Linked DNA regions of Rattus norvegicus: region 2 is linked to region 1. Evidence: chromatin contacts called from public Hi-C data. All regions are on one chromosome and are shown on one strand. Each heading gives the region's core, a stretch centred on a gene start, on an enhancer-like site or on the middle of the called end of the contact. The rest is flanking DNA. Distances are from core to core; before and after follow the strand shown.

Evidence for each region. Hi-C and Micro-C count contacts between places; a contact is called where the count stands out from the background.
Region 2: a contact with region 1 is called in a Hi-C map of liver, with 2.5 times the contacts expected there. The contact joins the promoter of Trabd here to the promoter of Creld2 in region 1. A contact is called at or near these places in 3 of 12 Hi-C or Micro-C datasets (Schwann cells, frontal cortex and liver).

Annotation. Positions count from the first base shown.
Region 1 is chr7:121,787,497-121,791,426 of GRCr8, forward strand. It overlaps Creld2 (cysteine-rich with EGF-like domains 2), which reads left to right and starts at 1,888. Exons shown (of 10, transcript NM_001037208.1): 1 at 1,888-2,054; 2 at 2,146-2,228; 3 at 2,731-2,841; 4 at 3,307-3,398. The coding sequence starts at 1,935. Alg12 (ALG12, alpha-1,6-mannosyltransferase) reads right to left here and starts at 1,487. Exons shown (of 10, transcript NM_001108104.2): 1 at 1,471-1,487.
Region 2 is chr7:122,032,935-122,036,864 of GRCr8, forward strand. It overlaps Trabd (TraB domain containing), which reads left to right and starts at 1,751. Exons shown (of 10, transcript NM_001106788.1): 1 at 1,751-1,822.

The DNA.
Region 1 (3,930 bases), core at 638-3,137:
TATAGCACCCATGACCACCAGCCCAGGCATCATCCACAGTGAGCTGGGCCCTCCCACATCATCAATCAGGAAAATGCCCCACAGGTATTCCCCATCCCCACATGGAGGCTTATCCTAAAGACTTTAGTGGAGTGTAAATAAGCCTCAGCTTGCACTTGCTCGTTCCAAGTTTGGTTGCAAGGCTACGGTGAGTGGGGCCAACATCTCATCCCACCTGATTATGTCCAGCTGTGTTAGACCCAATAAAAAGTGCTGAACTGAAAAAGTCTGACTGTCGACTAATTATGTTATGGAACAATGTGTACATAAAGTTCCTAGCCTAACACAAAATCATACTGGGGCATGGTGATGCACACTTATGATTCCAGTACTTGGGAGGCTAAGACAGGAGGAACAAGACAACCTAGGCAACTTGTTAAGAGCACAGAGCCTTGGGTTCGGTCCCCAGAACCACATAAACACCAGATACTTAGATATATTTGTGTATTCTCAACACTCAGGTTAAGAGGCAAGAGGAGCAAAAGTTCAAGGTCATCCTTGGTATTACAAGACCCTGTCTCCAAGAGAAGGAAGAAGCCAAGCCTCGGAGGCAGCAGTCCGACTAGCTGTTTCAACTATCTGCTCTGCACAACTTTGAAGTAGACCCAAGCTTTAGAGTGACTACTGCCCATGGAACTCACCTGATCCTCCTCCTACCTCACAGCCACAAAGGGGTGTGTTTTCTGCTGAGGACCAACAGCAGCCATTTTCCAAGACAACAGACCAGGGTGAGCTGGAATACCCAGCCAGGAGCAAAACAATATAGGTAGATATTCGCCAGTACATAAAACCCAGCTATCGGCAGGAATGGGGCCAGCTGCAGGGAAGGCAGATGGCTAATCGCCTTCCAGCAGCCAAGCTCAGATACAAATGTGGCGTGGAGAAGGAGGGCACCTCAGATTAGATAGCACCCTTCAAAGATCCTGTTGTCCCTGACAATTGTGACTCCAAACCTAACAAGGAAACTGTCGGAGTCATTCGTTCAAATTGTGGCTTTAACCTGGAAGTGTTTATCTGATGTAATGAGGCCTACTTGTAAACCAAAGACCAGACGAAACTGTATTGTTTATATAAACAGATGTTCTCTAAAATACAGATAATTCACATCGTCTCCTCCTCCTGCTCACTCAAGTCACTTAAAGTTCGAAAGGTCATTGTGAACTCACTGTCTGAACCCCCTGCGGAAATGTCGACTACTGCCCCCCCTCCAACCACATTGAGCCGGACCCAGAGGTAGAGCAGTTTATAGATGACACCTGCGGCCGCCAGGTGAGGAAGATAGATGAAAGGTCCAGGCCTCAGGTGAGATATCCAGCCCCTAAGTGAGAGGTCCGTTCCCCAGGTGAGGAACTCAAAGGCCGTCACGCGCTCTCGGATGAGCCCCGGCCTCATCACCTCCCAAGTACCCCAATCCCGGCGGCGCGCGCTAACCTCCTCTGCTATCCGCATGGCCCCTCGGAACTCACAAGACTACCTTCCGCAGGAAGCCGGCCGCGGAAGCCAGGCCAAGAAGCCAAATCTTTGCCCGAACTTAACATGGCCACCATTGCTCAAGCTGGCCACAGAGGCGGGCACTTCCCGCCCGGAGAAAAGATGGCCGCCGCAGGCCACTCGTGGAGGGCGGGGCAAGAAGACCGGATAGATTACGGTTCCGCCTCATTCTCGCGGGACGCTGACCCGGGGCTTTCTCATTGGTGGCTTCTCGTGGCGAGCCTCAATTGGTCCACATCAGGCAGGGGGGATTCCTCCGACCAATAGAAACGCGCAGTGTGAAAGGTGGGCGGGGCCTCGGCGTTGCAGTCAAGTAGCCCGGGGAACGGCCGGCGCGCGGGCCGGTGGGCGGAGGCTCAGACTCCGCCGCAGTTCTCGGTGGGTCGCCGGGCTGCCCTCCCGCCATGCACCTGCTGCTTGCAGCCGGGTTCGGGCTGCTACTGCTGCTGCTGCCGCCACCCGCGGCCTCCAAGAAGCCGACACAGTGCCAGAGGTGCCGGACGCTGGTGGACAAGTTCAACCAGGTGGGCGGGCGGTGGGTCCGGGGCAGCGGCTCTGGGCAGGGGCTGGCGGGGTTCACAGTGGACCATCGAGCTGGTGCCACCTCTTCTGCAGGGGATGGCCAACACGGCCAGGAAGAATTTCGGAGGCGGCAACACGGCGTGGGAAGAGAAGACTCTGTCGAAGTATGAATTCAGGTGAGTGTCCCAAGAACTGCAAGGATTTGCTGCCATGGCCTGTGAATCGGTCGTCGGCCGTCAGACTTTGGGGGTCAGTGCAGACCACCGGCACATGGAAATCTTAGATGGTGGACATCTGTCATTGGTCATCCCTGCCTCTGGCCACTCAACTGGCCTCCACACTCCTACAGCCACTTCTGCATGCACTGGAAGGCTTTTTCACACGCACACACGACTTTTGGAAACTCAAACTGGAGCCCCTAGCCCTCCTAGAGACTTCTGGTTTCCCTGACTAATGGAATAAGCTCTCCTCGTGCGGAGGTGCTTCCCATTACTGGGTCGACTGCACACCCCAGGTTAGCCTCCCCTTAATGACTAACCCTGCTCATGGTTGTGGAGACTCCCCTCTTCACTAAAGTAGTCTCTAGGTGGGACATGTGTAAAGTGAGCGGACTGGTGCTTTAGGGTGCTGGTGCTTTGGGGTGCTGGTGCTTCGGGGTGCTGACAGATTGTGTTTCAGTGAGATCCGGCTTCTGGAGATCATGGAGGGTCTGTGTGACAGCAGTGACTTTGAGTGCAACCAACTCTTGGAGCAGCAGGAAGAGCAGCTCGAGGCCTGGTGGCAGTCCCTGTGAGTACCCAGAACCCCATCTTCTGATCTCTAGTTTTGTGGTCTCTTCCCAGTACAGAAGCAGGAGATGTCCTACATCCCTGTCCCAATTTACCAAGGCACTGCCACCCTCTCCTTTGAGTCGGAGGCTTGCAAAGAGGACCTGTGTTTTCCTTGCTTGCCCTATCCTGTAGCTCTGAAGGCATGTACAGTGTGCCTCCTAGCCCACATCACCCCAGGTAGTTGCTTCAGCCTGGAGGTAAGAAGTGAAAATTGCAGCGATAAGCCTCGCTTCGGTGCATCATTGAGTACTGTTTTGAAACCCACCAGTATGTTTATAAACGCCCGAAGTATATATTTTAGGGTTTGAAGCTATCCAAGGCTTTGAGCATCCCTAGGGGCGTTCTTGGGTATGCTCCACCACTGAGCCACGCGTGTCCCAGCCCAACATCTCATGGGATTTAACGACCATTTCTAAATCCTCAGGAAGAAGGATTACCCCAACTTATTTGAGTGGTTCTGTGTACGCACACTGAAAGCATGCTGTCTTCCAGGCACCTACGGGCCAGACTGTAAAGGTATACGTCATTTTTTTTTTCCTCCTTGGGAAATCCCAAGCCTGCATCTTTCCTGTTACTCTTCTCTGACTCCCTTGTGTTTAAAAGCACAGAGGGAACTGGAACTGCATGATCTTTCTATGTGGGGACCCTGCCTCTTTCCTCAGATGGGTAGCTGTCCAACCCTGCTCTGGCCCTGTGACCCTGGACCATAGGCTCCCGCATCACTGCTAACTCCTGACTTTAGGAAGTTCTCCTCATGAGTCTTTAGGGTAGGGATCACAGTCTCAGGAGCCCATCTGTACTGACAGGAGTTGGGGGTGGCAAGCTTGCTTACCTAGTCCTGGCCCTTCTCTGAGGGGAGCCTTGAGACTCGAGCCAGTCCTGTTGATCATCAGTCAGGCTGGGTCCGGTGACAGAAGTTTCAGTTTCAGGCATACACATGGGCTGAGCTGGCTCTGCTTGCTCCTCCCTGGCTGTATGCTGAACACAACATTGGATTTCTCTCAGGCACATAATGCATTGTCCCATAGCTGGCTCCACACAGGTAATA
Region 2 (3,930 bases), core at 501-3,000, 250 kb after region 1:
GGCACTTCAGGGTCAGCATCCACTTAAAATGTCATCCCATCCTTTGCCTCCCTCCCGCTTTCCCTAGGCCAGTGTCCTCAACCTATGGGTTGTGACCCCATTGGGGTCTCATATCAGACATCCTGCCTATCAGATATTACGATTTATAACAGTAGCAAAATTACAGGTATGAAGTAGCAACGAAATACTTTTATGGCTAGGGGTCACCACAGCATGAGGAACCATATTAAAGGGCTCCAACATTGAAAACCATTACTCTAGACAGGCAAACAGGAGAGGTGGCACCATGATCTGCCCACAGTAAAAGGACAGGCTCAGGGAGAACATTGCCAGCCAACCAGAACTAGAACCCAGGCCCCTTCCTGACACTAGCCTATCACTGAGGTTTTCAACCAAGATGAACAGGGAGTAAGAGAGGCCTTACTGGCAGTCTCAGCTCTAAGCCCACCAAGTCTTCTCTTAAGCTACATGAATGTGGGGGTTGGGGATTTAGCTCAGTGGTAGAGCGCTTGCCTAGGAAGCGCAAGGCCCTGGGTTCGGTCCCCAGCTCCGAAAAAAAGAAGCAAAAAAAAAAAGAAGCAAAAAAAAAAAAAAAAAAAGCTACATGAATGTGGCTGAGGAGGCCAGAAGAGGAGAGGTAGCCACGGAACACACACATTAAAGTAGTGGACAACAGGGATGAATCCGAAACCCCCCAGAACAAACATGTGCTTCACTAAGGAGCAAGGAAGGTGGAGGTCACCTTGAGGTCAGGTCCCTTGGGGACCAGGAAGCTGTAAGAAGAATTGTGGCAGCAAATTCCTGCCAGTAGTCTCATAACGAGCCTCTTGTGTAACACTGCTGGAGGGAATCCTGCCTGGTGCGTGAAGAATTATCTTCCTCACAGTGGCCAAGTTCCAGGAGGGCCATTTAGAGAAATATCATCAAAGGCGGGGTCTGCAAAACTCAGGGTCAGAGTTGCAATCTCTTCTTTTGGAACCTGAAAGGGCTGGATGAGGCAGCCGGGAACTAGGCAGAGGTTACTTCCTCTTCGGAGGGTCTGTGCCAGGGCCTGCGGCGGGGAGTCACTGTCTGGCTCCCACAGTAGCTTATCTTGGGGTACTCAAATAGAGACATGTCCACTGCGGGCTCGCCTGGCTCCTCTCATCCACTCATCAACCGGCGGCCCTCTGCAGCCTGGAGACCTGGCCTGAGTGGGCCAACTGGCCTCAGTCCCTGCCCTGCTCTTAAGTTGTCCTAGGAGACTGGAGAGTTTGAAGCCTGGGTTTAGATATTGGGCACTTGTGCGGCTGTCACTGCGGCCCCGCCTACCCAGAAACCCTGCAATCTCCGGGCTCTCAGTCCCAAGCATGCGAACATGTAGCGAGGATGTCCTGGAGCTTTCGCTCTTTAGTCCTGCCCTTGAGCCTCTCCACTTGGCATGCGATTCTCCAAGGAAACCAGAAGGGCACCTCCTACGATCCCTAGTTTCTGTCTCTCTCCCGTGCCCTGACGGCTCCCTAGACTCCCGGCCATCCTGCGGACGCTTAAAGAACGCAGCCGAGTCGCACAGATTCGGCTTTGGGGCCAACACCCTCGAGCCTGCTCTCGGTTGCGCTCTAGGACCTGGGGGCGTCGGGCTGGTAGGCGGGGCCCTGCGCTTAGACCCCGGCGGGGGCGGGGCCTCGCGCGCGTGGCCCTGGGAGGTGTTTCCCGGCATGCTCCGCGGCCCGCACCCTCGGCCTGTCCGGCCCGTCCGGCCGCCCCGCCCCGCCCCGGCCCACCCCGTCAGCCCGGCGACGCGCGCATGGAGGCCGGCTGAGGAACGCCGCCGCCTCGCTCGGTACGCCGTGGCCTGACCGGGCGGGCGGGGGCCCCTCGCGCCTCGACGGCGCGTGCGGGAGGGCATGCGGGAGGGCACGGACTGCAGGTGGGGACTGTGAAGACCAGGGGCACGTATCCCACTGGGTCGGGCTGACCCAGGACGGTGTAGATTTTCTTGGGCTCTAGAGTCCCAGAAAGAACCCAGACAAGCAGAAGCGCTCCGCTGGCTTTGGGACGTCAAGAGCTTCTTTAGAAGTGGGACTGTCTCCAGGCTTTCGTGCTCCCCAAGCGGAGGGGCTCTAGGTCCCCTGGTCTTGTGAAACGCAGCTGTCCCTGGGCCTCCCTAGGAAGACTTCATCTTGCGGTGGCCGTGATACTGTGGGCAGGATGCCAGCAGGGCTCTGGCAGAGTGCACTGGCAGCCAGGAGCCTGCAGGCTCCTACAGGGCATCTCCAGGTGGACGGAAACCAGGTCTCTGGAGGGCTGACTAGGCTTCTTCATCTCCGGTTTCTTTCCTCTTCCGGTCCTCAGCTCTGCCACACTTAGGTAAAATATGTCCTGCTGGAGCGGGCTTTCCCGGGTCCTGCAGTGTCCAGGCTTCCAGAAACGGACAAGAGGAGGCCAGGGCTTTTGGATACCCTGTCATTTCTTTCTGTCTTGCCTAGTTTTGCCAGTTGGTCGTGGTCAGCTTTTGACCAGTGGTAGGAAGCAAGCTGCCATCTGGGAAACAGTTTGGTTTAGAGATTGTTGATCATGATGGGTGTGTCAGATCAGGGTGGTAACAGGGTTTTGTGGATTGAGAAACTTAAAACGTTTATTACTCATAGTGTAGTTTTAGAGGTTGGGAATCCTAGGTCGAATGCTAGTCTTTTGGGTTGCTGATGAAGGTTCTGCCTGTCTTGCTACCCATTGTCATTGTGTCCTCATAGCTGCTTAGTGTCTCTTATAAGGACATCTCATCATGGGTCCTGCCATATGGCCTCATCTGAGTTCAGCCGTCTCTTAAAACCTCTGCGTGTTGATGTAATTATTTTGAGCCTTGTGTTTTGAGTATGTGATTTGGGGTAAGATGCATTTAGTATGAATAGGACCCAGAAGAGAGATGGCTGTGGGGCCGGGAAGGTGGGGAGCTCGACTGACGTGGCTCTAGATGCAGTGCAGAACCTCTCTGTTATTTTGACCCAGTATGCCAGGGCTGTACCTCCTTGTGGGCCCTGACATGAATGGGCCTTTTCTGCTCTTTGCGCCAACACTTTCCCTCCTAAAACCACAGACTGCTGGGAATTTTCAGATGTCTAAGGCAAGTTCCCCTAGAAATTTAGCAGATGCTAAAAGTTCTGTTGTTTAGCATGTGGAAGCATCGTGCCTAGTTGGTAGCAGGCCTGAAAAAGTATCCAGACAGTCCTGCTTGTTAGGGAATGTTGGTTGACAGAAATCCCAGCTTTCTGACTTTACACTATGAAAATTTACAGTGTGGTCTTGGTAGGACGGGTCTGGAAACTGCTACGACTGGGCATTTATGAAGAGATTGTTCTCTGGGGAGGTTGGGCAGGAAGACACTTCTGTGTCGTGAATCTGTCTGAGAAGGGTGCATGGCAAATGTTGTGGAGGGTACAGTGGCTGGGTGCTTAGGCAAGTATGGAAGTGGAGGTCTGTCTCGGTTAGTTGCTCAGCCAGAAATAATGGTCAGGGGAGGAGGTATTAGCAACCTAAGGAAATTACATCTGACAGACAGGAAACCAAAGGATCAGGAAATTTGTAGATGTGATAGTGCCAGGTACCCAGAACCACAGACTTCTGGCTTGAGGCAGAGGCTGTCAGTAGCCTTCTTGCATGACCTCCCCCTCCAGCTGGGCCTGCTGTGGATGAGAGGCTGAATCCCAGAGCTGGAAGCCACAAGGGGCCCTGGTGCTGTGTCTGATGGTCCAAAGGCTCAGGGCTTGTCTCCTGACCAGCCTGTGGACTCCTCCACCTACCACACAACCCAAGGTGAGACCAGTCCTGCTGTGGGCCAGCCAGGGAATCTCCAAGGCTATCTGGAGCCAGTATTCTAGCTTTTGTGGCCTCCATGCCCCTCAAAGGCTCAGAGGCACCCTGGACAGGCTTTGGAGGGTAGATCTACCAAGC